7 separate regions of the Mus musculus genome follow, and regions 2, 3, 4, 5, 6 and 7 are each linked to region 1. Evidence: chromatin contacts called from public HiChIP or PLAC-seq and promoter capture Hi-C data. All regions are on one chromosome and are shown on one strand. The core of a region is the stretch at or near the end of the contact, and the rest is flanking DNA. Distances in the headings are between cores, read along the strand shown. Region 1 holds the start of Eipr1 (EARP complex and GARP complex interacting protein 1). Region 2 holds the start of Cog5 (component of oligomeric golgi complex 5). Region 3 holds the start of Bcap29 (B cell receptor associated protein 29). Region 4 holds the start of Cbll1 (Casitas B-lineage lymphoma-like 1). Region 5 holds the start of 4930480M12Rik (RIKEN cDNA 4930480M12 gene). Region 6 overlaps Rnf144a (ring finger protein 144A). Region 7 holds the start of Sh3yl1 (Sh3 domain YSC-like 1).

Region 1 (4,185 bases), core at 894-3,393:
AATAAATCTAAAAAAAAGAAAGAAAAGAAGTAAGAAGCCTGAACAGCTACCACCAGGAACTACACTGTGACCAGGGTGGCGTGAGAGTAGAAGGCCGGGTAAGCAGCACCATGCTGCTCTGACTGCTGCACAGCCCCAGTGGGAGCTCCCCAGTGTAACGATGCTGTCCTATGGAGACAATCACATGCTGACACAAACAAGAGGCTTCTGGAGACCTGTCAGGAAGGAAGCTGAATCTAGCATTGGAATTCCGTCCCAGTATTCAGGCATTACCCAAAATCTGGAGAACTGTGCCTGTGAGTAACCATAAAGATGAAAGTAAATAACGTAATAATAATAAATAAATAGCAGCTAAGAGTAACTTGATACTCACGGAGAGGCTCCAGCACCCACATCAGGTGGCTCACAACCACCTCTAACTCCAATTCCAAGGAATCCAGAGCCCTCTTCTGAGCTTCCTGGGCACCAGGCACACATGTGGAGCACATGCATGCACCCAGAGAAAACACTCACATGCACACAATGAAAATAAATCTTCTGGAAAGCACACATGTGTGGGATGCCCCAAGCACATAGGCTTCCTCAGGAAGCAGCAGGCTGACTGTAGGCCTGCTAAAATCATGGAAAATGAGAGCAGGCCCTGTAGTGTTCCCCGAGTCCTCCCAGTGCTTCTGAAGTTCCCACTGAACTGGTAGTACACAGAGCAATCTGAAGACAGTTCATTAAATGTGTGTGTGTGTGTGTGTGTGTGTGTGTGCGCGCGCTGTCTTAGTTAAGTCAGGCTTGCCTGTCCACTTTAAGGTTTACACTGACTACTGGGGCTATGCATCTCACTTAAAAATTATCACAGTCCATAGACAGGCCCCTCTGAGATAAATTGGAACATCTCCCAGTAACTTCCATTTGTACTTAGGCTTCCAAAGGAACACTAAAAATTGACTCTGAACATATTCCACACATTTCTTCTCATTTTGCAAGTAAATACACTGATACCCCAGATGAGTGAAACACCCTCAACAAGCTCAGTAGCAGTATCTAGGCATAGCCTCACTCTGTCCTGCATTGTCTGACCTTAGCCCTACCATATGATACCTCTATGCATCCATAGCCTCATTCTTTATCTGTATAGTGGGTATTCAGAATCACCTGCAGAAAGCTGAGTTTCTCCTCCCATCAGAAGTGAAGGACAACCCCACAAAGCAATCATTACAAATTTGTGTTCAAGAGCACACAATGTCCAAGGATTTTATTTTTATGGAAGGATCACAAAAGAAAGGAGTGAGGACAATGAGGCTACACTGGATTTGATCCCATCTAGATGATGTCAGATGTAATTCCCAGGACAACAAAGAATAGACAAGAATATTCTTGTAGGAATAGAGGAGTGTAGAATAGTCGTCCTGATTCCTAGCATGGGAGTTCTGGATACCCAGGAAGGCGCTGAGAATGGCAGAAGTCTCCAGTGAGCTCTTAGCAAATCATGGTCCAGGTCTGAAGAACTCCCTGGGAGATGGAAACCCTCATCCCACTATTGACTCGAATCTGTAACGAGTTTAGTAGCTATTGAAATAAAAAGTTCATAAGGAAAAAGGCAAGTATATTTCCAACCTGAGTGAGCAAAATGCTTCATAACAGACCAGCCAGCCAGCAACTCCCCTCCCCACGAAGTCCCTCTTTAATGCTCTTGTACTGAGCAGTATCCAACACACAACTCAATGGTCAATAATTGCTACTCAAGACCCCAGAAGTGCGAGTGTAATCAAGTCACCTGCGAGGCCGAGTGCTCACCCTCTGCTGTCTATGCCAGCCCTGGCCCTCACTTGGCCACACTCCCTGCGCGTACCCTCTCCCCAAATCCGGGCCTTGAAGCCCAGAATCCTTGGAACCAGACTGAGTGTGGGCGCTCTCTGGTGAGGGCCAGGCACAGGCGGCACCTCACCGACTCCGCCATGCTCACCTGGAATTCCAGCCCGTAAATCACCGGGGCGTCGTCTTCCATGATACTCTGCCTACCCAGCTACTCACGCCTCAGAGCTCGAGTCCCCCCTCACCAGGGATCGCTCAGAACCCATTCATTCCCCGCCTGAAAAATGGACTACGAGACCCAGACCGGCTCCCTGACGGCTCACTTCCTGTTTTCTTCGTCGCGTCATCAATACGCTCCTCCCCGGTGGCCAATGGCAGCTGGGCCTTTATTCTGCGCATGCTCATTTGGCCTTTCATGAGACCCAGCAGCTACAGGAGATCCTGGGTTGGAAGGCCGGGCCCGGAGCAAAAGCAGCGGGAATGGACGTCCATCAGGGCGGCGCTCTTATCCTGCGCTGCTCCCTCAAGTTCCAAAGATCTGAGCCCTAAAGAGAACAGTTAACTTGGCATTATGGTTGGCAGAGCTTTACTCCTAAACCGTGGTCCTGAGCACCAGAGCACTGCCCAACCCACTGCCAGGACCTTCGATCCAGCCTCAGAAGCAGGCTCTTAGATGTCCATTTAAAGATAAGATGCTGCAAGCTTGAGTCAAGACTGTGGTGATGGTGTAAGTGGGCAGTGACATACAGCGAGCGGTGTGCACTTCACGTAACCACCCAGTCCTGCACAGAGACACAACTAAGCCCACGATCTAAACTGTCCAGAGCTCTCAGAGACAGAAGGCTCTAGGACCTGGCATGGAAAATACTGCAAGAATGCACCATAGGAAATGAACTGTCTTGGTTCTATGAAGTTCTGGATCTCCACACGCGTTTCTTCTGTGTTTTGACTTTGCCATTATCTCTTGACTGACCTTCATGACAGCAGTTTCTGTGATGCTACCATTAGCCCCCTTAGTAGTCATCCATTGCCCACCTTTGTCTTACCTTGACTTTCTGATAAAACCTCTGGCAACTAGCTTCCACCGATCCCAAAGCTATGAAAGTCATGAGATAGCACCTGAGACCTACCCACCTACCCACTGCTTCCGAAGTGTGCTTAAGAAGTAGGTATTTTTGGTTGTTACTGTAAAACTTCATCAAATTGTTATCATGTAGGGCAGAATCTACGGTGACCTGAATCTATGTTCCCAAGCTATAGTCACTCACAGAATAAATTCTTCTTCCCTTTGAGATGAGAGCTGTGTTTTTACGTTGTCATAGAAATGTGACACAGAAAATCAAGAAAGCAAGGTTCTTGACTTGAGGACGATTCTCAACCAACCATGAGTTCAGCAAGCAAGGCTGACTCTTGACTCCTTAATTCCTCCCCGCAACTTTACGGATGTTAGCACACACTGCCACAGACACAAGGGGGGAAACGTGGAGAATCAACTAGCACAAAGATAAAATCCTAGGAAAAAACATCCTTGGTTGGTGACAGGCCCAAGGACAGACGATTTTCTTCAATCTCCAGGACCATCCTTGTCCCCTACCCAGTTTGGCCTTAGGCCCCGCCCACAGCTCTTGAGCCGGATATGCGCCCGGCTTCCAGTGGAGAGCTTAGCGGCTCCCAAACTGAGCATGTGCGGAAGTCGGGTCTCCGCGGCCAGCACACGCAGACGCACAAACGCGCGGGACCTTGGATCTTGAGTTTACTTCCGGTCTTCCGTCATCTCTTCGGACCCTTTTCGCCTGTGGGTGACCCGACCTCAGGGGCGGGTGGCAGGTGAGGAGCGGGTCGCAGTGAGGAGGGTCGCCGGTACCCTTGACCTTCCCACAGAGGGCGGCGTCCTCGCGTAATCAACCGCTCTCGGCCACGCAGAGTAGCCCCACGAGGGGCTGGCTCCTTCGGGCTTTAGCCAATTCTGTGTGCTCCCTGTGGTTTTGGACAAGGTACACACCCTCCTGACCTCGGTTTTATGTGTATAAAGTGCGGGTTCGTTAGCATGCTTAGAAGGTGCCCGTGTTACATCACCAGTGTTCGAGCTATGTTTTTGGTTTGCCCCAACTTTTGCTCCTGTCGACCTCGGTGTGTCATAGCCCCACAATAAATGAAGCACTGCAGTAAGCCAGAGTCGGGGTTAAGAGATAGAGGATGGGGTGCCATAGACATAACCTGACCACTGACGAATGAGTAGTGTTGTGTGGGAAAAGTGATTCCTTCCTGTAAGCATTCGGGAGATTGTGATGTGGAATATTTTAAGTTTGAGGTCAGTCTGGGCTAAATAGGGAGACACCCCAACCCCCTCAAAAGAAAGAAAGAATGAATAGAGTCTAA
Region 2 (4,185 bases), core at 648-3,147, 2.9 Mb before region 1:
GAAAGGAATTTAGGAAATTAAATAAATACATATATACATACATACATACATACATACATACATACATACATATATACAAGGGCAGTGGTGGCACAGGTCCTGAATCCCAGCACTTGGAAGGCAGAGGCAGGTGAATCTCTGAGTTCTAGACCAGCCTAGTCTACGAATTAAATTCCAGGACAGCCAGAGCTACAACAGAGAAACCCTGTCTTGAAAAATAAACAAATAGTGTGGGATCCTTATATCATATAACAAATTACTTCAAGGAAAGAGCCAAGCTTTTACAAGTTTAAATAGGATAAGAAGCAGAAGTGCCCATCTGACTTACTTCCAAGGAACCAATGAGGACCTCTGCAAAGTGATTTTAACATTATAGAATGGGAGTGTTTGGATTCTAGACAGGAATAAACTCCACAGCACAAAGGAAGGGAATGTCCTTAAAACAAAGGGCTTTATTTAATTGCTGAGACTTTACTTAATTGTATTTGAAACCACAGAAGGAAAAAAGCAAGCATAGTTTTAAGTTCAGTTTAAGCTCAAAGGCTGGACAGCTATTAAACACACACACACACACACACTCGTTTCAGGATTTTGAAACTTGGTTAAATTTAAATTTCAATTAAGACACAAAGATGAGGTGCATCAGGCAGAAACTCTAAGAATATACCACAACCTAACTCTGAAAAACATCACTAGTCTTGACAAGATATAAAATATCTATTAAAAAGATATAAAATATTCAACAATCAGGGAAAACACCATAATTTAAATTTCAGTTTGATCCTTTAAGCCACTCTTATGTGGAAAATTAAAAAAAAAAATCTGTTCCTACTGTATGCAGAATACTGCTTTTAACTCTGTGGAATATAAAAAGAGGTTCCTATGCTTGGCTTGGTAGCCTTTGATCCCAGCAGGTGGTAGACAGAAGCAGGTGTATCTCTGTGAGTTCAAGGCTAGACTGACTGATCTACAGGGAGTTCCAAAACAGTCAGGGTTTCATAGAGTAACCCTGTCTCAAAAACAAGGGGGAAGGGGATTGGGGAGGAGGAGGCGCAAGGGCCTCGGAAGCAATTAAGGTGATAAATGCAAACGCTTTTAATAGATGAAAGAACTTAGTGTCAACTAGAGAAAAGATGGGATGATTAAGGCCTAATACCTTTAGCAAACTGAATTTTGTTCTGTCTCTCAGATTGAGCATTAATACAACCGAACTTGACTTTCAAGCGTACTATACTATAGAAAGGTATATAGTTAATTTACTTGGGATAATTTCTCTTCAAACTACCAGTAATCCTGACTTCAGTACTCGACATGTATGGATAACAGAGGCACCTGCATAGCCCAAGAACTGAACACGGAAATTTCCAACTCCACATTTTGCATCCTCCATCCCTTTCCTTAAGCAGCGAGCGGTCTGTCACCTAGGGTGAGTTCACACTTCTGGGCACGGACAGTGCAATCCTTGGTCAGGAACTGAGCAGCAGTAGCGGCTATCAGCCCCGACCACGTCGTGCAGGAACTACAGCGATGTCCCGGGCGCATCATGATCCAGTGCAAACCCCAGCAACTAGACACCAGGTGTTTTCCCCAAGACACCCACGGGAAGAGAGGAACACGTTCCCCGTGAAACTGGGGGACCAGGACAATCCCGGACGCCAGGGGGCCGGGCGGAGGGGAGTGGCCAAGTCCAGACAGGAAAACTTTGTGCAAAGTGACCGGTAGGATTCTCGGACTCTGCGCAAGGCAGGGCGACCCAGGCCGGGCCACCGTCCGACGCCTTACCGTCCTGCAGGATCGCCTGCACGGTCGCCGCCACTACTGCGGAACCCGAAGCCCCACGGCCTGCTACGGAAATTGTGCTGTCTCCACCTTCCATGTTGGCAAGTGCCGGGTTGATGACGTCTTGCAATCGCCCCGCCCTCCAAGTGACGCAGAATCAAGGCGCCGCCCCACCTGCCCGGCCCGGGTTGCGTTTGGGAACCTAAGTACTACAATCCTACGTGCAAGGAAAGACAGGTCGCCGCCGGGGCCTTCTCCCATTCCGCTCCGGACGCAGCCACCGCGCCGATCTCCAACGCAAGTATTGGGCCTGAGAACTCCGGCGTGGGGAAGAGGCTCTTGGGAGCGTCACGGCCCTCCTCGCCCAACACGTGGGAGCTTAGGGCTGCTCAGCCTTACCTAGTCCCCGCCTGGAGTGGCAAGCCCGGGTAGCAGGCAGTATATGCTGGGGAAGAATAGTTGTTAAGCTCTGCCCTTAAAAATAAAAACGTTTAAATATTCGTAACTATTTATTGAGTTGGTCTGGAGCTACTCTGCATTTTGCATTCCCTTAACATCGCCTCAGAAGATTTTTCCCTCCTGTGTTTGACCTCAGTCACGATGCGGTAGCGAGAGGCAGCGCGCCTAGAGTTGCATTAGATTTCAGTATGCATAGTTTACGAAACTACTTTGTTTGTAATAATCATACACGACGAATAGCATTATCTGAATTACAGGATGATTTTCTTTCCTTAGCTTTCTTGTTTTTCACAAAAAAAAGATTGACTTTAGTCTACATATTAATATGCAATAAAGTTTTTAACGCCCACTATACATACCAGCACAAGTTTTCAAAAAAAAAAAAATTCACTTATATTTTAAAAGGAATTCTAGGTGTAGAAGCACATATTACCAAAATATTATGTCCGGTGCTGCATGCTTTGGAGAACTTTAAAACAAAATATTGATACCTTCATCCCATAAGTTCAGAGAGCTGTTTTTGGTCTTGGATGTGACTTAAGCATTTTTATTCCTAAAAGTTTCTGCATCCTAATTTACTATCAAGATTGAAAGCTATAGCTTATTCAAGAAATTCATACTGAAGCAGACTTTGCCATTTAGTCTGGCCACAAGAATGAGTAAGAGCAAAATCATGCTTTAGAAAGTCAGTCATGACGCCATTGCCGATCACCACCTCCTAGTGTGTACCAGTTCTGTAATGTGTAAGATTCTTCCCTCCTTTGCAAATAGTCTCTTAGTGGTTTACTCCGTGTTTATTCCTCATATCGACATAGCCCATCTCTGACTTAGCTTAATTACGCTCCCATTTTCCTCTGAACAGTGTTGACACTTCCAAAGATTTCTTGCAAGCCATGACATCCTTCAGTATATTGGCCTTGTGTTCATTTAGCCTACTGCCAAACATTAAAGACTGAATTTTGAACAACTAGCCTTTTATAGAGTTAGCTTTTATCTGGCAATAGATTACAAAGGCCAAAATGGAATATAAAAACAAAAACTATGAAGTCAAAAGCTTTAAGTACAACATGAAAAATATTAAACAATTTTATCACTTGTACTTTGGGCATAAAAGTTATTTACGGTGCACTTACTTGGTAATAACTGAATATCTTCACTGGTAATAAATTTAGATTATTTAAAATAATAAAGTTGTTTCTGCCTTCTGATTCACAAAAAAACTAGAATAAAAGTATCAGAGTTTCTTTTTTAAGTTGTATGTGTATGTATGTAGATGAATATATGTGTGTGCTACAAGTCCCCTCAGAGGCCAGAGGTGTAGGACCCCCTGAAACTGAGCATAGAAGTACCATGATCCTCCCAATGTGGGTGCTAGAAACTGAACTCAGATCCTCTGCAAGAATAGTCCATACTCCTAACCACTGAGCAATCTCTCTAGCCCCAAAATACCAGGATTTGTTTTGAAATACGAGTTTCTATTACTGCCACCTAACTTTCCTTTTTTTCGGTTTGTCTATCATACAAAGTATTTTATGGGAAGCAATTAAAGCCAGATCCCTTGGTTTAATCATGAAAGTAAAATGCATGAAATTAAAAACGAATCTGAAGTTGGGTATGGAGGCACACCAGGGTAATCCCAGCACCGGCAAGGTTAGGTTAGCAACTATGTAAGCTAGCCTGGTATATAGCAAGATCCTGTCTCAAAAAATAAGCAAAAAAGTAACAATCAAATCATCACATGACACACACAGGGAAAACCTAGTGGTTTCCCATATCGTCTTTGAAAACTACTCTGTGCAGTTTTTCACATTTATTGATCCTGTAAGTAGAGGCAGAATTTGGGAAGATATTCTTTTATTGATAAGGGGGAAAGAAACTCAAATTATTTCTGAGTACACAAGCTCATGAAAGATGAAATTACAAGAATAATAGTTTTGGGTTTGTTTG
Region 3 (4,185 bases), core at 1,140-3,639, 2.9 Mb before region 1:
TTTAACATGAGCACTGGGCTGCTATTTTTTTCTTGGTCATATCTGTGCTCTCATTTTTCAGTTTATTCAGTTTTAAAGATGACGGGTTTTTTTTTCCAGTTGAAATGAATACAGAAGTGAGGCCGTCGTTCTGGCATTTACACACTAACTCTGAAGGGAATGTACAATACAGTACAGTAGTCGCTTGACTGGAGTGAGGTGGACTGTGGGAAATGAGCATGGAAAAGCAGATCCCAACCTTCTGTGCTAAGTTCAGCCTGCATTTTTCTTCCAGCTACTTATGACCAGATATCTATGTGATACAGTTTTTAAAAGCACTCACTTAAATGTGGGAGATTTTTTTTCTGGGCGTGGGGGGAGTTGTTTTGTGCTGGGGATTGAACTTAAAGCCTCGTGTGTGCCAGGAAGGCACTACCAATAACTAAGCAAGTAACCCCAACCCTGAAATGTAGTCTATATTCTGTGCTTACTTATTCTTTTAACATGTAATGTTCCCAATATAGTTGTATCCTATAGCAGTGTTTGTGTTAACAGTGACGGCAGTAAGAGCTGAGATGTAACCCCACGTGCAAATTCTTTTCAGAGACCTCTACTTGGGTGAAACAGGAATTCTTGACTGTGCCACCAAGAGAAAAAAGAAAAGTGGCAGGGGTGGGGGAGGAATTTCAGAGGCTTAGTAAGAAGCAGAATTGGAGTTTATTGTTTTCGAGCTGGAGTTTCATGTAGTCACAGAAGCTTCAGAAACACTCTCCAAAACAAGAAAACAAGAAACAAGAAAACGAGAAAACAAGAAAACGTGAGCAAGTGGTGAGGGAGACATTGCCATCCACCTTTGCCCTCCACCACCATATACATGTGCACTCGCAAAGAAGGTTCTAAAGAGCGTACCATAGATTTAAGCACAGACATTTTTTTGTTTTGTTTTTTTGTTTTTTGTTTTTTCGAGACAGGGTTTCTCTGTATAGCCCTGGCTGTCCTGGAACTCACTCTGTAGACCAGGCTGGCCTCGAACTCAGAAATTTGCCTGCCTCTGCCTCCCAAGTGCTGGGATTAAAGGCATGCGCCACCATTCCCGGCGCATAGACATTTCTAATAGACACTTAGCAGAAGGACACTACAAACCCAAATGAACATGGGCTGCTCAAAAGTCATGATTAAATTAAGCATCTGAGCAACTGCACAACAGCCTTACAGGGGATTTTTAACCTTTTGAAGTTACATTCTGAGATTTGCAAATATTCACATATGTTGAAAACCTGGAAGTATTTGGAGTTCCCTTTTAGATTCCTAGTTTTGTTAATAAAAGAATGCCAAAGCTTTTTTTAAAGGGCAATACTATTAATTTGGAATTAAAAACAAACAAAACAAAACAAAAAAAAAAGGTAGCCAAGGGGATGGAGAAGAGGAGGAAAAAGACAAAAGTTACATCTTTAGGCATAAAGGGTCCAATAACACTGCCTTGTTCAGAAATGAAGGTCTACCAGTACTTCCGGGAGGGGGCAGGTATTCAGAAATGAGAAAGCCCATTATCAGCAGAAAGCTTGCTTAGGCTTTTGGCCATCCACTAAAGAAAAACAGAGGCAGGTGTTAGGCTTTTCTGAATTAGAACCCAGAAAACCAAGCAAGCTTACTACTGCCACAGGGCAGAAGGAAGCTCCTTCAAGGAGTGCCATCTTGGGATGTGTAAGTGCTGCGTCGTATTAATGGAATAATTATCCCTCCCACCTCTTTAACACATCTCCAAGTGAATCCTTTTTCCTGGATAGTGAACTCCTGGCCAGCTTAATGGAGACAGTATGTAATGTAGTATGTAATGTTATCGGGATGCCAAGTCTCTACTTGGAGCAGGGATATTACAGGAATTGACCAGAAAGCCTAAGGAGAGGCAGTAGTTAGGTTTTTCTTTCTAGTGTTACCAGGGAAACCAGAGGTGGAATGCAAAGTTAACCAAGCATGAGAGCATCCACCCTCAAAGGTTTCTGGGGCCTATCTAGTTACCTAAGGGAATATGGTTAGGTAAAGGAGTAGACCCAGCAGTTCCCACAAGTTGCCTGGTCTTGCCTATGGGCACGGTAGGACCAGGAAAACAGCATGCAAAACACAAAACGCTCCACAGACCCCCCAGGCCTGGGCCATGACTTAAATTCAGTTTAGCTCCGGGCAGGGAGGCAGGTTACCACCCTAGGGCACCTGGCTGGGTCCCACCATAGACCCGGGCCCTGGCTCCCGTCATCCGGCATCAGCCGCATCGGGGATCAGCCCTCCGGGGATACCGAGCCCACGTGGAGGAGCCTCGGCCGCCTCACGCCGCGCACCAGGAAACAAGGGCCGCGGGAGGCGCGGTCGCGCCAGTGTGACCTCAGCCGGGCCCGGCGCGCTCCCGGCGGCGTGGGACGTGCGCGCGCAGGCGGGCGGCGGGGCACGCGGAGCGATCGGCGGCGGGTAAGCCTGACGGGCGGCGGGCGGCCCCGCTGCTGACCTCGCGTCCGGCGGCTCGGGCCGCGGCGTTCTGCGGCCCGAGCCACCTCGGGACCGGGGAAGAACCTGCGGGGCCGTCCGGCGCACTGCCTCGTCACCCGGAGTTAGGCGAACTCCCGGCAGGCCCCACGCCGCGTGTCTGGCCGTTCACCCATGTTTCTCTAAAATTGAAATCTTTCTCTGTATAGGTGTGAAGAAAAAACAAAACAAAACGATGACAATCCAATGGGCGGCGGTTGCCAGCTTTCTTTATGCTGAAATAGGACTCATTTTACTCTTCTGTCTGCCCTTTATTCCTCCACAGAGGTAGGAAACCGTCAGATCCTTAACAGTACCAAATGTTTGATTAGCTTCTTCAGGCTACGGCGTGCGATGCTCTTTGTAAGGTTAGAAAGTTTTGGGAGGGCCGGCGGGGTGGCTCAGTAGGTAAAGGGCCCTTGCAGCCAAGGGAGAGAATTTCAGTTCGATACCCAGAAACCACCTGGTGGAAGGGGAACCGACTCCACAAAGTTGTCTTCTGACCGCCACACTTCCACCCTGGGACGCCCAGAAACACCCATGCACGCACATAAACACATGATGAATACACATGCATACATACAACAAATGGATAATTAAATAAAAGATGGGAGCCAATTATATAAAAGGTAGTCTTTAAAAATGAAACTCAAATTTGCAATCTGGTAACTATTAAAATTCTACTTTATATAAAGCTTGATTCTGTGTACAAATAGATTTTCACCTCCTTTTTAAAAGAACCTAGGTTTTTTTGGGGGGTGGGTGTCTTGATTACAGGTATAATAAAGCCATGGTTATGCCTTGGACATCTTTCCTGTCTATATATCTATATTCTCTCTCTCCTCTCTCCTTCCTCCCCCTTCATCCTCTTCCCCCACCCCCCACCGCCTCTTCATTTCTCTCCTTCCTCTTCCCCCTCTTCCTCTCTCCCTCCCCTTCCCCTAAACTGCCCTGCATTTGAGCAGAGAAATAAAAGGATGGGTGCAAAACTGTTTACTTGGGACAATAAAATGGACTGGCTCAGGGTCCACGCAGTCTTTCAAAAACTTGAAACTCCTCATCTGCTTGGTTTGCAGCTCTTCTCTGTCCTGGTCTCCACACCATGCCCTTTCCTTCCCTCACAAGAAGCAGTAACTCATACTGTAGGAAGGGATGTACCAAGTTCTTCCCACCAACCATGGGTTCTATAGATCACATGCTTAAGGCCAGAAAGGCTCTGTTCCATAACCTAAGTCACCTAACTGGTCAGTGTCAGACTCCAGATGAGATCCTTAGCTTACAGTCACACAATGCTGTCCCTGTTCTTTCTACCTCAGATTTCAAGCAGACATATTTGGTACTACTTATGACAGTCTCACACATATTCAAGAAGTCATTTTTTTTATGCACAACAGATTTATAAATAAGGCTTAGAGCTTTGATAAAAAGAAGTCATCAGGAGGATTGATAGAGCAGTCTTTTTCTTCTTGCCATTTACAGTTTTGTACCCATCCTGATCTAGTAGCTGTTAGATGAAAGTGTGAATCGGTGCACATGACATATGAATATTGTCATGTAAGAACATGTGGTACACATGTACAGGAATCATCTGTGCCCCTCCATGTGTTTATCCACAGTGTGTATGTCAGTCATAATCTTTCAAAGTCTTCATTTAGTCTGTCTAGTCTTTTCTCCTGTAGTGAAGTGGTT
Region 4 (4,185 bases), core at 963-3,462, 2.7 Mb before region 1:
TCCTCCTGTCTCAGCCTTTAGGGCACCCCAGGAAAATTTTCTAACAATATACCACAAAATACTGAGAAAACTGTAAAAGTTTGTAAAACAATTTGAAAGTTCTTTTAAATCCCAGTTCTCTAGTATTAATAGTCATTAGTATTACTATCATTAACCTATTTTTTTAATCAATCTCCAGTTTGATGGGGGTGGTGGCTATCAAGTACTTCCTGGGTAAAAGCCAGCTCTTAGGCAATCTAAGGTGTTGTATAACCAGAGGCTTTCAGCACCAGATGTATAAAGTGAAGCACGACCTCTCCAGGGTATGGCTGAGGGTAAGGTTTTCATTGTAGCTATGAGGGGGAGCACAGCCAGAGGCATCTGCGTGAGCCCTGAGCAGGAAGAGGAAGTAGTAGACCAAACATGGCCAGAGGTTTGGACCCAGCCACGAGAGGAAATAGGGACAAGAGAGGAAAATGAGAATGAGAGAGGGGAGGGGAAGAAGGGAAGGAGGGAGGGAAAGAGACGAGGGAAAGACAAATGCCAGGGTTATACAGAAAAGCAAAGCCTGGGGGGGGGGGGGAGGGAAGCCCATGAGCTGAAGTGTAGGGTCCACGGGGCTGAGAGGAGCCACTGGTACTTATGATATTGTGATACTGAGGAAGCCTCCTGGAGGCCAGCAAGTACGCACCACACTTAGCCATTTGTCCCAGTTCCTTCTGTAGCAGACAGTGGTTAAATAGCCCAGCGCATCAGCCCTAGATTGAGAGACATACCAGTACCCAACCCCACCCGACTAATTCCAGCAACTGAAAAATTATGAAAAACACCCCGTAGTACAGAAACTTACATTTTTAACAACAACAAAACCAAAAGGATATCGACTTAGAAATGTCCTTATTTGAGTGTACCTACAACCTTGTTTGTAAAGCCGCAATGAGTGGGAGTCTTGGAAAAGACCACAATTAAGACAATCACTAAATAACATGGTATACTTACACTAGGATCACTGCAGTGTTAGTCACCGTTGTTACTGTGCAACGCACACAACACATTGCTACACATACTTGATTCAGAATTGAGTACTGTGAAAATATTTTTAAGAAAGGCCAACATAATAATGTTTTATTGATCTAGGAACTCTGGCACTGAAAGCGTGAACAACCCAAGGTAACGATGTCGTCACCAAGGGACAAGCATAGAGCCCAAATCCCTTGACTCCTAGGCTGATGTTTTCCACTAATTGTGTTCCTTTCTACTCATACGAGAGCTTCAAGTGTGAAGGGCTGGGGAAGGCAGAAGACCTATTATGAGCCAAATCGAGGTGGGGGGTGCTCTGAAGGTCTTCAGCAGTCGCCGTTGACACTCTTCTTTGTTTTGGCTGAGCAAGATGAAAGCGGCAACCACAGACCCCAGGGACCAAGAACTGGAACTAGGTACCGCCTGTTGTGGTAACTCTCTTTTCTTCAGTCGGGGCCTGCCCTTTCTCATCTCTTCCTTCTAGTCAAGCTCTAACGCTCTCCCTCCGACTCCATCGGTCCCTATCTTCCCTCCTTCACCCCCTTTGCACACAACTGCTTTGTATTTTCGTTGAACGGGGACCTCCTGGTGCTCCCTCCAGCTTTAGCAGGGATTCCAGGAGCCTGGTGGTGTTCTCTAGAGCCATGGGCTAGTTAGCATTGTAACACGCGATTCAGTTGAGAAACTACGGTGGGAGCCAGGGCAAACGCGCGTGTCGAGTGGGCGTTGGGGTTCCTCAGGACAAAGCACAATTAGACAATGAGGACCTTGCCTCCCTCCCGGACGCCTAACACAGCTTCCCTCGGGCACCCACGGAGCGTGCGTGTTTACACTTCTCTACACCCGGCGGCGGATCCGGGGGGCATTCCAAACCGTTACTCCGCCCGCTGGGGTGGGACCAGCCCAACGGCTGAGACTGCGCTCTGGGCGGACTACAAATCCCAGAAGGCCTCGCGCCGCAGGGGGGCGGGCGGCGGCTTACCTGCCTGCCGCGCTTCCCTTTGGTTCCTATTGCTTTCTCACTGCGAGAAGTATCATTCCTACAGCTGAGGGCTGCCTCTGGGGAGAACTAGCAGCCTCGACACCAAAACCCTCGTGTTCCCCCTCTTCCCGCCTCAGTCCTGGCTATGTCTGACTCCTTCGCCGGAGTCGGGTGCTACGGCTAGGGAGGGAAGCCCGTGAGAGCAGTTCGGGCGCACTTCCGCCTCTGCGCTCCGGAAGGTAGGGCGCAGGCGCTTACTGCGACTCCGGAGCGACTGACTTCCGTTCCCACTGTGCCCCGCGAGCCGAATCATGGATCACACTGGTAAGGAGGCGGAGGCAGCGGGGGTCCTAGTTTCTTGCCCCCGTGGCTCGTGTGGGACTGGTCGCCCAGCAGGCACAAGGGGCTATGCTCGCCCCACTGCGCCGGGACGTGGCGGAGAGGAAGCAAGCTCAGACCCGGTCCCGGGCTGAGTCTGCTGCTTCCCGGCCTACCCTCCGGAGCGGTGCCTCCATCCTGGAGACCGGCAGCACGGCTCCTTTGGTGCCGCTGAGCTCGTTTCGGGACCCTCCTCCGCGCAGACTTGTTGGAAAGGGAGGGTCCCAGTTTTGTTTTTGTTTTTGTTCTCATTCCGGTTGCTTTGCACTTTTGCTGGGGAAATAGGCGGGCGTTTTCCACTCTCGGAATTGGAGAAGCGTCCGGACTCTGGGCGAGAGTGGGTTGGAGACTTCCTGCTGCCTCTCGGCTTCGGGCGGCTGCTGCAGTGGTCACCGCCTGTGGTTATTGTCTTGTTGGCTTTTCGCGGACTAGTGGTTAGAGAAGAGAGTCGGATATAGTTTTCGAAGTTATAAGCGGAGCATCTTTTCTACCGGAACTCAAAGCATGCCCGGTCCTTCGGCCGTGGTCCTTTCGCATCTTTTGGGGACATCGCATATTACGAGTAGCTTCAAACCTCATTTCTGCTGGCTTCGTTTTCTTGGTTTTAGTTTTAGCACTTGGCTTTGAGTGCTTCAGACAGTTTTATCGCCAAGCAGGAGGAAAGGCTTTTTCTTTAGGAATTGACTGAGTGCGCCCAGTCTTCAAACACTAAGTTATATAATTGCATGCAGATACTTGTAGGCTTGGAGATAGAATGGTGGAATGGTAAACAATAAGACTACGTTCTTGTCTTCGAGTTTTCATTCTGTCAAAGGAGACAAGCAGATTGGTTTCTTCTTTAACAGCTGTTTACAATTTGTGGTGAGAACTTTTAGAAACAGGTGCTTGCCGGGCAGTGGTGGCGCACGCCTTTGATCTCAGCACTTGGGAGGCAGAGGCAGGCGAATTTCTAAGTTTGAGGCAAGCCTGGTCTACAGAGTGAGTTCCAGGACAGCCAGGACTACACAGAGAAACCCTGTCTCGAAAAACCAAAAAAAAAAAAAAAAGAAAAGAAAAGAAAAGAGAGAGAAATGAATGCCCATGGAGTAGGAAGTTTCAGAGTGCCAGGGAAAGGTGTTTTTGGAATGGTAGGAAGGTATAGAGAGGACCAAATGTCGGTAGACTAGTTAGCTTTAAGTTGAGAAGGAGAACACAAATTACCTTTTTCAGGACTTTGAAAATCATGATAAAGGGTTTAAGTGGCTATGAAGCAACAATTTTGACTCTTCTATGGAGAATGGTGTAGGAGAGGAACAACAGAAGTAAGTATAAATCATCTATGGGTGGTTGCAGTGCCACAGAGGGAGGCTCAGTTTAGTTGAATCGAAGCTCAGTGGTAGAGCAACTTAACCAGCTAGCACGGGTCCCCAGCAACGCCGTAGGGAGAATGGGAGCAGGACAGAGAGAGTAGGCAGGGGGAGTGGGAGCAGGACATAGAGTAGGCAGTTGCCACAAATATTTTGGTGGAGAATCCAGCAGCTGCTAATAGGTTGGTTTGTGGAAGTATGTGAGAGAAATGAAAAAAACCTGAGTTTCCCAGTAGAGTGTCTTGATACTGCATGGGTAAAAGTATTACCCTAGTTTCTAAGTTATTAGCCAAAGATTGCCTGGGGAAATAAAAATTATTCTAACATGAAAATAATCACTACTGACCTAGCTAAGGTTAAAAAATGAGTTTCAGGGCCCGGTGGTGGTGGCGCACGCCTTTAATCCCAGCACTTGGGAGGCAGAGGCAGGCAAATTTCTGAGTTCAAGGCCAGCCTGGTCTACAAAGTGAGTTCCAGGAC
Region 5 (4,185 bases), core at 890-3,389, 2.5 Mb after region 1:
ACCTTGTTGGGAGAATTCCTCTGATGTTAATAGTTGTGACATTAATAGCTGATCCATAAGTTCAAAATGTACTATTACTTTGTTGACCAAATCATAATAACCCACCATGGGAGCAAGCAAAGTGAGTCACTAGGCCAAAGGGTTACTTAGTCACTATACAAACCAACCAATGGCTGAAAGGGTTACTTGCTACACCAATGAGAACCTTGTTGCTCAAATCTACCCCTTACAAAGGTATAAAAAGTGTTCTTTCTTTGTTTTGGGTTTCTCCTCTGGCCTGTGTGCTGGGAGGGGAGTCCCCAACATGTTGGATCAATAAAAATCCTCATGCGTTTTGCAGCAATGGCGGTGGTCTCTGTGGTCTTTCTGAGTAAGGGTCTTTTGATGAACTCTAACAAAGTCACAAATCAGGCTGTCCACTAGAATTCAAATCAGATTTTATATTTCAGGGGTTTATAAAAAACCAAAAGAGCAAACAACAAACAGACAGACAAAAAAAAAAAAAAAAAAAAAAAAAAAAAAAAAAAACTCCAAAAAACAAAAAAACCCTCCAGAAGACATAGAAAGAGGTAGCTAGCCAGTTTTCACCACTAACTCGCTTTCAGGGACCTGGGGCCATTTGATGACAGGTTTGCTTTGCTCCTCTATCCTGTGGGTAGACTGCACCCACTGTCTTCATTTCCTGGGCTGTAGTGCTCCCATCCATAAATCAGGGAAACTGGAGATCAGTAATGAAGGGGGTCAGCCAGTTTCACTATTAAATTCCTCAAAGCTGTGGAAGCTGGCCCTGGTGTCTAATCTCACTCCCAGTGTATTGTAATGTCATAGTAACCCAGGTGCAGTCCCCAGGATTTCATCAGAGAGGGCACAGACAATGCCCAGGCTATGAGGCTAGGAATCAGTCCAACAGGTGTTTATTTGTTTGTTATTGTTGAAATTCAGAATCTGAATTACAGTTCCATTAAAAGGGGGACCAAAAAAAAATCTGCCTCTTTCTAGATAGAACCAATCAGTTAAGGGAACAAGAATGAAATATCCTGGAATATGACATATAGTACTGCTGATACTGGATCCTAGGCTTCCGGATTGGGAAGGAAAAAGGACAAGTTTTATCAGGAGATGAGAGCCCTTTGGGAAGGAGCCCAGTAGCTCCTAACTCTCCCTGACTCCCCAGCTGACAACAGTGAAACACTGATTAAGAGGCTGCTGTTTTTTTCCCAATGGTAGCAGCAATCGTTCCCTGGAAGCCAGCTCTCTTGATTAATGTATAAAGGAGATGCGAAAACATACACTCTGCTTTTCTGATACTAAATATACACACCTTTAATCTCTGTTCTCCAGCCTATGCAAGAGCTCACCAGAGAAGAAAATCAAATAGCATACTGTATACAGAAGCTCTCTCCCCCCAAATGCCTGGTTCCTGATTAGAGCAAGAAGAAAGAATAGGATGCCACAGGGAAAGGCACACATCCAAACTATGGAGAGATATCATATTCCTTCTCTCAAGGAAGTGAGGAGCATCTATATGTTTTAATTAAAATATGAAATGCATTTAAGTAAATCTCACTAAGCTCTGAGTCAGCACCTTTAGAAATCATTTTCTCTTTGTTGCAGCCAAATGCAAAGTGATTGATCCGACTGCGAAGTGTAGGGTTTGTGGGACTGTATCAATCCGCCATTTGGAGACTCCGCGCCAACAGTTGTATTTGGTAAGGCGAGTACTAGAGGGAACTCGTAGAAAACTAAAATGCTTGTCAACAGATGAGACACAAATGTACGATCCAAAGCTGTTTCTGGAACGAGCCATTTGGGGAACTGCCACACAGCTTGAGAGATCTGAAAGAAAATGCAGGCTCCACGTGACAACTTTAAATAAAACATAAAGGCCTTTGCTCACAGGGTGGGGGGTCTTACTCTTGCTGATCTACTAGTTTTCCCTGAAAATTGTATTAGCTTGGAAAGTAAACACAATTACTCTGTGAATGCAAATTATGCTTCTAACTAATTACTGATCGAATCCAGCAAAGGACAGCCACATTTTTGTCTTTTGAAATATAATATAAGAAACATTTGTAGTGTGGAGGCTTACCTTGTCCGTCCGAGGAAATTAATTTTCTTTCCTTACCCAGAAAGATTGGTAATTAGCTGGGAGTGTGATGTTCCCTTGTTGCTATGACTACAGCAAGACTTCATAAGGCCCCAGGACTGAGAAAGAGCAAAGGTGACAGAGCCCTTGAGGGAGAGATACTTCCTTGCGGAGCAAGTACAGCCAGCTACCCACCCCATCACACAAGAAGAAGAGGAGCTGGGTTAAGCCTACGGTGCTAATTTACAAAGTATTTTAAAATCAAAGATTGTCCGCACAACATTGTTAACTTTATCTTCTTTTTTCCCCCTCCTTTTTCTTCCTCTGTTTTAAACCCAGGTGTTCTAGGTAATTTGATATTGCTATTGCCTCCAGGGATTTTGTTTGTTTGCTAGTTTTAATCCAAGGAAGTAAAAGAGGCCTCTCAGAGCCACAAGGTTGAAGGTCAAAGATCCCTGGGGTCTGCTGAGCCTAAAAACCCTCCCATGTGGACATTTTCTTAGGTAGAGGAGGCTGCCCATGCTGGAATTTGAGTTTGAGAGCAAGCTTAAACCCCAGAAGCTTCACAATCTTAAACAAGACTGATTCCCCATCATCCTAGTCTTACTTTCCCTGTTGCTTTCTTAACGTTTGATATGAATCTAGGATTCTGTAGGATAGACTTGGACCACCAACACACTTGTTTTTCTGTTTTAAATATGTCACGTTATGAGTCTGTTGTCCTGTTCCCAGCATCCCCCACGTGCTGAGGCAGGTGCTGGCATGAAGCGAGTGAGTGTGAGCCTTTAGGGAATTCACGTGGAAGGGAAGGAGAAGGGTGCACTTACAGGAATAGCATTGGTGCTTAGGGTAGGAAATGAAGGAACGGAGACAAACCTTGACCAATTCGGAGCTACCAAAGTGGAGGACATGGTGAGGTAGGCATGCAGTGATCACAGATAGCAGATGAGCCTCATGGTCTCTTTTCCTCTAAGAATCATACAAGGAGTTTTGAGCATTTCCTTGTGAGGGATCCTATCATTGTCACAGTATAAGTAAATCACATGCAAAGCTACATACTTTTGTCTCATGCATTACAGAAAAAAAGGAAAGCCAAAATTCAGCTCTGGAAGTCTAAGAATGTATGGCTATATTTCTAAAATGTAGCCCATCATACAAAGAAAACAAAAAGACAGACACTCAGTGACGACTTCCTCCTCCTCCTCCTCCTCCTCCTCCTCCTCCCTCCCTCCCTCCCTCCCTCCCTCCCTCCCTCTCCCTCCTTCTCTCTCTTTCTCTCTCCTACCCCTCTCCCCCGTGTGTGTATGGGTGTAGTGGGTGGGTATACACAACTGTACATGTATGTGTAGAAGCCAGTGTGAGATGTATTCTCCATCATGGTAGTAGGTGGGTGTGCACATCTGTGCATGCATGTGTTGAAGCCAGCAGTCAGTATGAGATGTCTTCTTTTGGTACCTTCTCCTGTCTAGAACCGTAAGCCAAAATAAACTCTTGCTCCCATAATTCACTTCTAGTTGTGGCATTTTATCTCAGCAACAGAGAAGTAGCTGAGACATTAAGGTAACAATGTAGTGGCAGAGCTTGTGCTTAGCATTGGAAGGTTCTGATTTCAATCTCTAGTGTATCCTCTCCCCACAGAGAACATCATTACCCATCAACACAACAGAAACCTTTATATCCCTTAAAAATGGTGAGTACATTTTATATTTCTTCTTTGGAACAAATTTTATACTATAAAAAATTAAGAAGTATGTTTATATAGTGTTCTATTATTTATCTTTAAAAAATGAGTGTGAGCCTTAATAAGTTAAAATAGTTGTCATGGATGCTTGATGGCTTGGGTTTAATTCATGAAACCCATAAGGTGAGAGGAAAAGCATCCCTCAAACTCTACACTTTTGCCTAGGCAAGTACAACCATACAGACATGGACACAGACACAGACACAGACACAGACACAGACACAGACACAGACACAGACACAGACATAGATGCACATGCACGCACACACAGAGAGGGAGAGGGAGAGGGAGAGGGAGAGGGAGAGGGAGAGGGAGAGGGAGAAAGAGGGAGAGGGAGAAAGAGGGAGAGGGAGAGCAG
Region 6 (4,185 bases), core at 882-3,381, 2.4 Mb after region 1:
GGGCTTGTATGAGAAAGTAGGCCAATCCCAGCAACTGACCCACCAACCAAAGAGCAAGTATAGGCTGGACCTAGACCCTCTGCATATATGTAGCAGATGTGCAGCTTGGTCTTCTTGCGGATCCCCCAACAACTGGAACAGGGCTGTCCCTAACTCTGTTGCCTGCCTCTGGATCCCATTCACCTCACTGGTGTATCTCTCTGTGTGTGTGTGTGTGTGTGTGTGTGTGTGTGTGTGTGTGTGTGTGTGTGTATCTCTGTGTCCATGTGTTTGTAGGTCAGAGGACAACTTGCACTAGTCAGTCCTTTTGCCATGTGATTTCAAGGGATTGAGCCTAGGTCTTCAGGCTTGGTGCAGTTGACTTTACCCACTGATCCACCCTGCCAGCTCCCCACCAAAAAACTTTTAAATGTAAATTAAGGTTCATCCCAACACATATAATGCATTATTTCAGACATGACAAGCATTTCAGCGGATGAGCCAGAGGTGAGCCAGAGGTCTAAGATAGGCATTTTGCAGTGGTGGTTTAGAGAGAAATGAGTTATCACCTTGTCCTGCCTCAATGGGAGAGGATGCACCTAGTCCTGCGGTGATTTGATGTTTCAGAAAGGGTTGATACCCAGGAGGGCCTCCCCCTTCACAGAGAAGGGGAGGACGGTTGGAGGGAGGGGCTATGTGAGGGGGTTGGGAGGAGGTGATGGAGAGGAGGGGAACTGTTACTGAGATGTAAAGTGAATAAGTGACTTAATTAATAAAAAACAACAATAAACCAAACCAACCAACCAAACAAACAAACAGAAAAGAGGCTGAGCAAACCATTGGGAGCTAGTCAGTAAGTGGCGCTCCTCCATGGGCTCTGCCCTGAGTTTCTGCCGTGACTGCCCTCAGCTACAATGAACTGGAAGTATGAACCAAATAAGCCCTTTCCTCGACGAATCGATCACAGAGTCTATGACAAAACAGAAAAGCACACCAGGATCACTCTCAAGTTGCATTTCCGAAGGTTGTAAGGGCCTCCTGTTCCTCTTTGCTCCAGAGGACCACTTACAGGAGGAAGAGAAGTTCAAGGATGGACCTTTGGAAATGGAGGCGTGAGATAGATTTACAGACACTGTTTAGATTTACGACAAAGAGCAGGCACCAGAAACTCAAGGTTAATGTTGCTTGGTCCCTCAGTAAGCACACTTGGTTCACATTTGCCTCATAGGCATCCTATGGAAAGCATAAGTTGTCTCTGTGGGCAGCATGGGATTGCTGATGCTTTCTGATGCGGTCGGCAGGACCGGCCATCTGGCCAGCTGGGGGTTTTTCTCACTCTTTCCCGCATTATCCTTTCTGCCTTTCTCTCATGCCTCAGCTATGCAGAGACTGCCATTTTACATAAGGTCTGGTGCATCTGCAGATTTTGGTGTCTGTGGGAGGAGGCAGAAGCTGGGGCCATCATCACTGGCTTGATCCCAGGTGATAACTATATTCCATTCCACAGTGAAACGTATTATTGTAGTTTGAGATGTTGACCAAATTGTAAATTATACCTTATTTTGTATGCATATATGTATGCCTTTGTGTATGAAGGGATATGTGACTGTGTGTGTGTGTGTGTGTGTGTGTGTGTGTGTGTGTGTGTGTGTGTGTGTGTATCTCTGTGTCCATGTGTTTGTAGGTCAGAGGACAACTTGCAAGAGTCAGTCCTTTTGCCATGTGATTTCATGGGATTGAACCTAGGTCTTCAGGCTTGGTGCAGTTGACTTTACCCACTGATCCACCCTGCCAGCTCCCCACCAAAAAACTTTTAAATGTAAATTAAGGTTCATCCCAACACGATATAATGCATTATTTCAGACATGACAAGCATTTCAGCGGATGAGCCAGAGGTGAGCCAGAGGTCTAAGATAGGCATTTTGCAGTGGTGGTTTAGAGAGAAATGAGTAACAGACCAGGAAGGAACCCTCCTGTTATTAAACTAAACAATAGTGCAAACATCAGCACTGTTTCAGGAGGGCTGCTGGTTGGCTCCTGTGAGGTCAGGCCCCTGCAGATCTGTTTGTGATGGTGAACCTGAGAAGGGAGGCAGTGACCTGCAGAGTCAGCATGCAGGGCACCTCCCCGTGTGGCTGCTGTGGTCAGGATTGTGCAAGATGTGGCAAGATGAGGTCAGAGAAGAGGGTCTTGCCCAAGCTCTCAGCCCCAGTGGGACTTAAGTGGAGGCCTTTGGCTTCTGCAATTGTTCCCAATTTGTTCATCTATATAGGGAGAATGCTACCACCGTTATTTTAGTCATGGGGCTCCTTAGAGGACTGAAGACATCATGCCTCTAAAAATGTAAAGGCAGACGTTAAAGTGAATCCAAGAATACCTCCTGGTGGGAAAGGGTGAGACCTTATCCATAGCAATGGAGAGAGCTGGGGTCTGGAGTTGTAGCTTAGTGGTAGAGCGCTTGACAATTGTCCCTAATTCCTGGGACCCATGGCTGGCACTGCATAAAATGAGTCAACAAATAGTAGAAATTAGAAACTGCTCATTACTTTCTTTAGTTTTCAGCTAAAGGTAGAAACACATACATGAATAATACCCCATGCTCTCCTTATTTTTTAAACATATTCTTTTTGTTAAGATTGCAGTGATATCTGTAGCCCAGGAATGATGTGTGTGTGTGTGTGTGTGTGTGTGTGTGTGTGTGTGTATGTGTGCATGCACATGCATGTGCATACATGCTTATGCACATGCATTTTTGTAAGCATCCTCTCTCTCTCTCTCTCTCTCTCTCTCTCTCTCTCTCTCTCTCTCTCTCTCTCTCTCTTTTTCTTCCCCATTTTGTTCATGCACAGATTCTTTCTCACAGTGTCTAGGGTAGACTGGACATCTCCAGGGTTTCCTGGGTATCTTTGGTCACTGGTCTGGGTTGTGAAGAAGGAGCACGCTTGGGATGGTCTCTTGGTTCTTTTATTTGTTTGCTTGTACATTCACGTGTAGCTCTAGGCTTAGGATGTCACATGGGAGCCAGAGTTCAGATGGGAGGCTGTGGATCAAAACGATCAAGGTGATTGTTAGTGGTCTTCAGATCATCTTGGCCTGCTCTATTTTTCTGCCTGCTGGATTTGTCCATTTAACACCCATAGGTGGTGTTAAATCGACTTAATGGCTGCTTCTCCTCTGTACTGGTATCAACTTTGCCGTATGAGTTTTGGCACACCGTTGTTGAGTATGTACATGTTTTTATGTTGTGTGGTGGAATTTGCCCTTTTATAGTTTGCATCACAACAGTTCCCCTTTGCATTGAACTCTTGCCGTTCAGTTTTCTTTGGATTAGCTTTGGCATGGAGCACGTGTCTCCATCCCTTAACTTTTAATCTGCTTCCGAAGCTTTTCAGCGAGTTTCTCATAAACAACGCAATGGGCAGCTGTAGTTTGCTCTTGAGCTCATTCTTGTACCCATTCAATAGAATACTTTTAATTTGAAGATTTCATAAATATATACAATGTATTTTGAATATATTCATTCCCTACATCTCTTCTTAATTTCTCCTGAGTTCACCCACACCTTCCATCCCCTCCTAACTTTGTGCCCTCTTTTTTTTAAAATTTAATTTAATAATGCACAGAATAATTTTTGCTGCTCATATACTCCTGTGTGCAGAGTCATCTGCAGGGGCATGATGGACCTATTAGAGGTCACACCCTTAAAGAAGATGAACTCCCATCCCTTGGAAGCCATCGTTGTCATTTTCTCAGCTAGGTGTAGGGGCTCACAGTCCCCTCTATCCTCCCTACTGGAATGTCACCTGGCTTGATCTTCTGTTGGAGCCACCACTGCCCTGCTGTGAGTTTCTGAGTGCAGTGGTCCTATGATGTCCAGAAGACTCTGTTCCGCTCCCAGCTGCAGTCTCACAGACTTTTAAATCTCTGTTCATTGCTCTGAGCCTGTGAGTTGGGATAAAGATCTGTGACCAAGAACCACACAGACACTTGCTCACTTTGAGAAGTTGTGATTTCTGATTAACCGCCACTCGCTGCACAACCGCTCTTGGATGAGGTCTTTTAACTGATCTTTTTAGGCAAATCATGTTTAACATGATTTTTTGATATGATTGCCTAGGAGCTCTAATACCAATGGATAGCTATTTTCAATTCATTGATTTCTTTTCCTTTTTGATTTTCCTGTTTGTATATTTATGGTATTAGCAG
Region 7 (4,185 bases), core at 1,076-3,575, 2.2 Mb before region 1:
CTGCCTTGCCTCTGCCCAAAGGTTAAGTCTCTCAGGAGGCTCTGAGATGCTGTCTTTCTTGAGATGCTCACCGTTAAACACGCTGTTGACACCTCCTGCCTTTGTTTCTAGATCACTGTAGTCTTTCTGGGGCTTGAGCTTTGACTACTTACTTTGTTGTAGGGAGACCAAGTTTGTCATATCCATAAGTCGCAGTCCATGTTCCTAGCTAGACCATTAATCTCCTTAAGCAAAATTTACAACCAAATTATCCATGTGAACCCCACTGTCCCCCCCATCTCCCCAAGGCTTTGGATGGGGACAAAGAACTGGAAGCAAAGGGCAGAAAAAAATCTTTGCTTTGTATCTGCTTCCCAGAGAAATTGAGGGAAATGTTGGGATAGGAAAAGATCACAGATGCATGCTTTGTGCATGTCAGTTAAAAAAAAAGGGGGGGGGATAAGTGAATGTTATGGTAGAGTCCTGCACTTCACAATACCACCTGCAAATGAGTGAATGGACAAGGACTCTTAGTCACAATGTATCAATTAAAAAAAACCAGAGTAAATGTAACCAGAGTTTTAAAGCTAATTTTCTTTGAAAGGTAAAAAAGAGAAAAAACAAAAACCAAGGTAATATTGACTTATTTCACAGACATTGAACACAGTGAGCCAATAACCAATTCTCCTTAGTTAAGATGCAACAAACAGGATGAATGTTATCACTTAGTCTATTTTAACCTCCAACATAGCAATTTACAAACAACCAGATGCTACTATGGTATTTCAATAACAGGCCACAGAGCAGAATAAAACAGCACCTTCAACCCAGCCGTGTTATTCTCTAAACTTTGTGTACAAGTGAACTAACTCATTAGTAATCGAAACATTTCCTCATATCTCAAGGAAAATACCTGGGCCAGCAGGAATACAGAACCTGTTCACTTGGTAAACACAGAACAGGGCAAGGCTTCTGCCCCAGGCCAGGGCATTCCTCCATGGAGGTGGTTACTTCAAGTCTTTCTTCCCTGGTCTGCCTTGGCAGGGCAGTAGTAACATCTGTTGAAAAGAAGCCGGCACATTTTGCCAGGGGAGAAACCTGCTTCCTATTGTTACCTATTCCTATTGTTCAGAGCACTAAAAGAAAACAAAACAAACAAAACAAAACAATAACCAAACCAAACAAAAAAAACCATACAGGCACTATATACTAGAGATGCAGCAATCAAATTACCCTCCACACCACCCCTTTGTAAAGTATCGCAGAACCAAAGACACTGTGTCAAAGTCCTGACACCTCTACCTCTGGAAGTCCCAAACGCATGTGAGCCCCTCCCCTAGGGACTATCCTTTCCCAGAGATCACATTCCCACAAAGGCCCTACACAACCCCCAATCTGCACCTCCTTCATCTGTGTCAAGTACACAGGATGCCAATTCTCAAAACAATTTGAAACCAGAAGATGGTAAAACATCAGATATTAGGGGAAAAATAACAAAATGAAAGTCTGTCTTCAAAACTGGAAATGCTGGAGGAAAAAAAATTTTTTTTCTGCAATGAAGCGGAACGACTGTGGTTAACAATCAACCAAAACCTTTAGCCAGGAGTGTAGAAAACTAATCTTGAGTTCTGAGGATTTACAAAAGGATCCGTGCAGTATGATCTTGGTGGATGCGCCCAGACAAACCCAGGGACTTGACTGTTTTCTCTCCTCTTTCACAACGCCCATCGCAAGAGGAAGAGTTGCCGCGGTGCCGACACGCCCCAGCCGCTCAGACCCTTACTCACTGGTGCCTGCCGCTCCTCTCGGTACCCGAGCTCCTCACTCCAGTCCAGGAAGAGGAAAGCGTTCTCCTTGGTCCGCCTCCCTGACGGGACCCGCCCAGCGGGCGCACACCTGACCCAGGTAAGGGAATAGGTGTATGCCCTGTTTTTGCCAAAGCGATCACTGGTCCTATACCCTTGCTCAGAACGTAGCTCATCTGCGTCCACCCGCCTCATTCCTTTGAAGCCTTGTAAATCACCCCCTCTTCTTAATCGGGGAAACCCACTGCTAAGTACCGTGGCCCGGCCTGGGGTCGGTGGTCCAAAGGGGTAACTTAGCTTGGAAGGGCGGGTAGCTCCGATCGGAGGAGCCACCCTAGGAGGCTCTGCAAGCCGCTATCCTTGAGTTCATTGGCTGCCCTGGCACATCCTAATCCTCCCTGCTCAACACCGTGCCACCCAAGCTGCTCTGGGGGTCGCCCCGCGTTCACCCCGCCCTCACTCCTTAGACGTGCGACCTGGGCAGAGCTCAGAGTGAACGCTAGCCCGGGCTGCCAACCCGAACGCCTAAGCCCCGCCCTCTAGGCGACTTCTGGCCCCGCCTCTGGCCGCGTACGAACGTGGGGCGGCGGACTGCGCATGTCCACGGTCAGAACCCTGGCAGTGCGCATGCGCCTCGTCCCGACGCGGTTTCTGGGCGCCAGGGTCTGCACCGAAACATGGCAGAGGTTGGGTCCAAGTCAGTGCTGTTCGTGTGTCTCGGTAAGGACTCGCCGACTTAAGGGTCTTTTTCTTTGGGACCCTGAAGTGCTCTCCCTGTTAGGCTTCCGAACAAGAGCGCTGGGCGGAGGAAGCAGATCAGAAGGCCTTGGCTGGGCCCGCGTCTGAGCACATACTCGTTTGTCTGCCTTTTTCATATGCATCCCCCATCATCTGGTACTCCTCTGAGCCCGAGATCTGTGTAATTTTTGTCCCAGATTATGCCCTTCCAAAGCCCATGTCACCCTTCCGAGTGCCCTTCAACCACAAATCTTTGTGCGAGTTCTCTCTCTCAAGCCCGTAGACCCCTCTCACTTGCTCCTCCTCTTTTAAGTCTGAGAGTCGCCCATCATCTGCTTTGGCAGTTACTTCCAAATCTCTGTGCTGAAAAATATCCAACCAAAACAACTTTAGGGAGAACAGATTTGTTTTGACTCAGTTTCAGAGGTTCAGGCCCCTTTTGAATGGTTGTAGATTCTGGGCTTGTGGTGAGGCAAGGCATCATGGTCCTTCAAGGTGGCCAGAGCATGAGTCAGGGACTATTTGCTCCTGTGGACGGGAATCACAGAAGGGGAGAGTAGAGAGCAAGACAAGCGTTAGCCCCAAGAGCACGCATCGGGATGTATTTTCTTCTGCTCAGCCACACTTGTATCTTTCATTACCTCCAGTCATTTCCTCATATTTTGAATCTACTGGGTTAAACCATTGACTAGGTCAGTGCCCTTATGATCACATCCTCGGGGGATAAGCCATCACCGACGTCCTGAGAGTTGTCTTTTTCTAATCAGTTAAGGTCTCGATGACGATTAATCATCATCCCTGTTATTCCCTCATGCTCTTGTCCGTCACCTAACTTGCTTTTCTTCCTTTGAACCCTCTCACCTGCTAACTGGCCCAGGTGGCTTCATATCTGTAGTGTGACTCTCTAAGCTGGCCCCTTCTATTAGAACAGCTGGAGTTCTTGCCGGAAACCCCCACCCCCACCCCTGTTCCCCATTGTGCCAACGTGAGCCTAGGTTACAGGAAGACCATTCTGTGACAGGTTTGTTTGATGTCATCCTTGGGTCACAGTTGCTATGGTTCTCAGCCAGTCTCTTTTCTTTAGGTCTCTCTGAAACCTTGGTTTTCAGTCCCTAGGACAATTACTCATGCCATGTGAAAAACAGTTTGTTTTTAAATGAATAATCTTTTAAGTACCTTCTAACACAGAATTTCAACCTTGATTCTCCTTTACATAATATGCAATTCTTTCTTTTTTCAGAGTTCTTGCCTCCTTGACTCCACCCTGAGGGGCAAGGGTTAAATTGTCAACAGTCCAGCTATTTGTCTTTTGTCCTCTGCTTTTCCTACAGAGTGACACTCCTCTTTAGGCTAGAAGTCTGCCAAGACTTTCTGTCTACCTCGCTTTATCTTTCCCACCCACCTGTGGGGACTGCCCTTAAGAAACTGTTGCTGTCCTATGCCTTGATGGTATGGTTAACTTTACTGGGAACCTTAATGCTGGGTTTTGCTTGAAAAGCCATCTGTTTTATAAAGTCAAAATGATGAAAAAAAAGTCAAGGATTTTTTATACCCAGACCATTGGTACCCCCCCCCCGAGATATTTTATTCCATAAGTTGCATTTTTATTTGACAGCCTGTGGAGCTCTTAGGAAGAGTTATCTGTCTTGTGGGCAATAGCTTT

The links. Promoter capture Hi-C pulls out the DNA fragments that hold promoters and counts their contacts. HiChIP or PLAC-seq counts read pairs in DNA pulled down with a chosen protein or histone mark. Capture Hi-C pulls out chosen DNA fragments and counts their contacts.
Region 2: a contact with region 1 is called in a promoter capture Hi-C map of pre-B cells. The contact joins the promoter of Cog5 here to the promoter of Eipr1 in region 1. A contact is called at or near these places in 1 of 39 promoter capture datasets (pre-B cells), 1 of 484 Hi-C or Micro-C datasets (CD8 T cells), 2 of 115 datasets of contacts at active chromatin or transcription factors (pro-B cells and thymic regulatory T cells) and 2 of 9 other capture datasets (adipose tissue and liver).
Region 3: a promoter capture Hi-C map of pre-B cells shows a contact between it and region 1, with 8 times the contacts expected there. The contact joins the promoter of Bcap29 here to the promoter of Eipr1 in region 1. A contact is called at or near these places in 2 of 39 promoter capture datasets (liver and pre-B cells), 1 of 115 datasets of contacts at active chromatin or transcription factors (pro-B cells) and 1 of 9 other capture datasets (liver).
Region 4: a contact with region 1 is called in an H3K27ac HiChIP or PLAC-seq map of thymic regulatory T cells, with 9 times the contacts expected there. The contact joins the promoter of Cbll1 here to the promoter of Eipr1 in region 1. A contact is called at or near these places in 1 of 39 promoter capture datasets (pre-B cells), 1 of 484 Hi-C or Micro-C datasets (CD4 T cells), 1 of 115 datasets of contacts at active chromatin or transcription factors (thymic regulatory T cells) and 1 of 9 other capture datasets (liver).
Region 5: a contact with region 1 is called in a promoter capture Hi-C map of hippocampal neurons, with 2.8 times the contacts expected there. The contact joins the promoter of 4930480M12Rik here to the promoter of Eipr1 in region 1. A contact is called at or near these places in 2 of 39 promoter capture datasets (hippocampal neurons and liver).
Region 6: a contact with region 1 is called in a promoter capture Hi-C map of liver, with 2.9 times the contacts expected there. The contact joins the enhancer-like site here to the promoter of Eipr1 in region 1. A contact is called at or near these places in 4 of 39 promoter capture datasets (the 3T3-L1 cell line, hippocampal neurons, liver and 1 more) and 1 of 115 datasets of contacts at active chromatin or transcription factors (astrocytes).
Region 7: a contact with region 1 is called in a promoter capture Hi-C map of adipose tissue, with 2.9 times the contacts expected there. The contact joins the promoter of Sh3yl1 here to the promoter of Eipr1 in region 1. A contact is called at or near these places in 3 of 39 promoter capture datasets (the 3T3-L1 cell line, liver and pre-B cells), 4 of 484 Hi-C or Micro-C datasets (B cells, CD4 T cells, Th1 cells and 1 more), 5 of 115 datasets of contacts at active chromatin or transcription factors (astrocytes, large pre-B cells, pro-B cells and 2 more) and 2 of 9 other capture datasets (adipose tissue and liver).

What each region holds. Positions count from the first base shown.
Region 1 is chr12:28,749,777-28,753,961 of GRCm38.p6, reverse strand. Eipr1 (EARP complex and GARP complex interacting protein 1) reads right to left here and starts at 2,143. Exons shown (of 9, transcript NM_201357.3): 1 at 1,958-2,143. The coding sequence starts at 1,999. Trappc12 (trafficking protein particle complex 12) reads left to right here and starts at 3,562. Exons shown (of 12, transcript NM_178811.5): 1 at 3,562-3,800.
Region 2 is chr12:31,652,581-31,656,765 of GRCm38.p6, reverse strand. It overlaps Cog5 (component of oligomeric golgi complex 5), which reads right to left and starts at 1,897. Exons shown (of 23, transcript NM_001163126.1): 1 at 1,783-1,897. The coding sequence starts at 1,876. Dus4l (dihydrouridine synthase 4-like (S. cerevisiae)) reads left to right here and starts at 1,940. Exons shown (of 7, transcript NM_028002.2): 1 at 1,940-2,076.
Region 3 is chr12:31,632,862-31,637,046 of GRCm38.p6, reverse strand. Bcap29 (B cell receptor associated protein 29) reads left to right here and starts at 2,389. Exons shown (of 8, transcript NM_001164090.1): 1 at 2,389-2,442; 2 at 2,667-2,784. The coding sequence starts at 2,693.
Region 4 is chr12:31,497,643-31,501,827 of GRCm38.p6, reverse strand. Cbll1 (Casitas B-lineage lymphoma-like 1) reads left to right here and starts at 2,212. Exons shown (of 6, transcript NM_001253847.1): 1 at 2,212-2,305. The coding sequence starts at 2,293. It overlaps Gm40362 (a long non-coding RNA gene), which reads right to left and starts at 2,208. Exons shown (of 2, transcript XR_872643.3): 1 at 1,982-2,208.
Region 5 is chr12:26,209,221-26,213,405 of GRCm38.p6, reverse strand. 4930480M12Rik (RIKEN cDNA 4930480M12 gene) reads right to left here and starts at 2,139. Exons shown (of 3, transcript NR_046278.1): 1 at 2,090-2,139. It overlaps Gm29687 (predicted gene, 29687), which reads left to right and starts at 2,901. Exons shown (of 5, transcript NR_131149.1): 1 at 2,901-3,003; 2 at 3,725-3,776.
Region 6 is chr12:26,396,702-26,400,886 of GRCm38.p6, reverse strand. All of the region lies in intron 2 of Rnf144a (ring finger protein 144A), which reads left to right. Among named protein-coding and RNA genes, the nearest start is that of Mir6538, 16 kb to the left of the region's middle. Within about 2 kb of position 2,131, at least 49 of the 459 cell types and tissues checked have an H3K27ac peak or open chromatin away from gene starts, as enhancers often do. A contact at or near this core is called in liver, where this site is marked.
Region 7 is chr12:30,909,809-30,913,993 of GRCm38.p6, reverse strand. It overlaps Sh3yl1 (Sh3 domain YSC-like 1), which reads right to left and starts at 2,325. Exons shown (of 10, transcript NM_013709.5): 1 at 1,767-2,325. The coding sequence starts at 1,767. Acp1 (acid phosphatase 1, soluble) reads left to right here and starts at 2,382. Exons shown (of 6, transcript NM_021330.4): 1 at 2,382-2,504. The coding sequence starts at 2,462.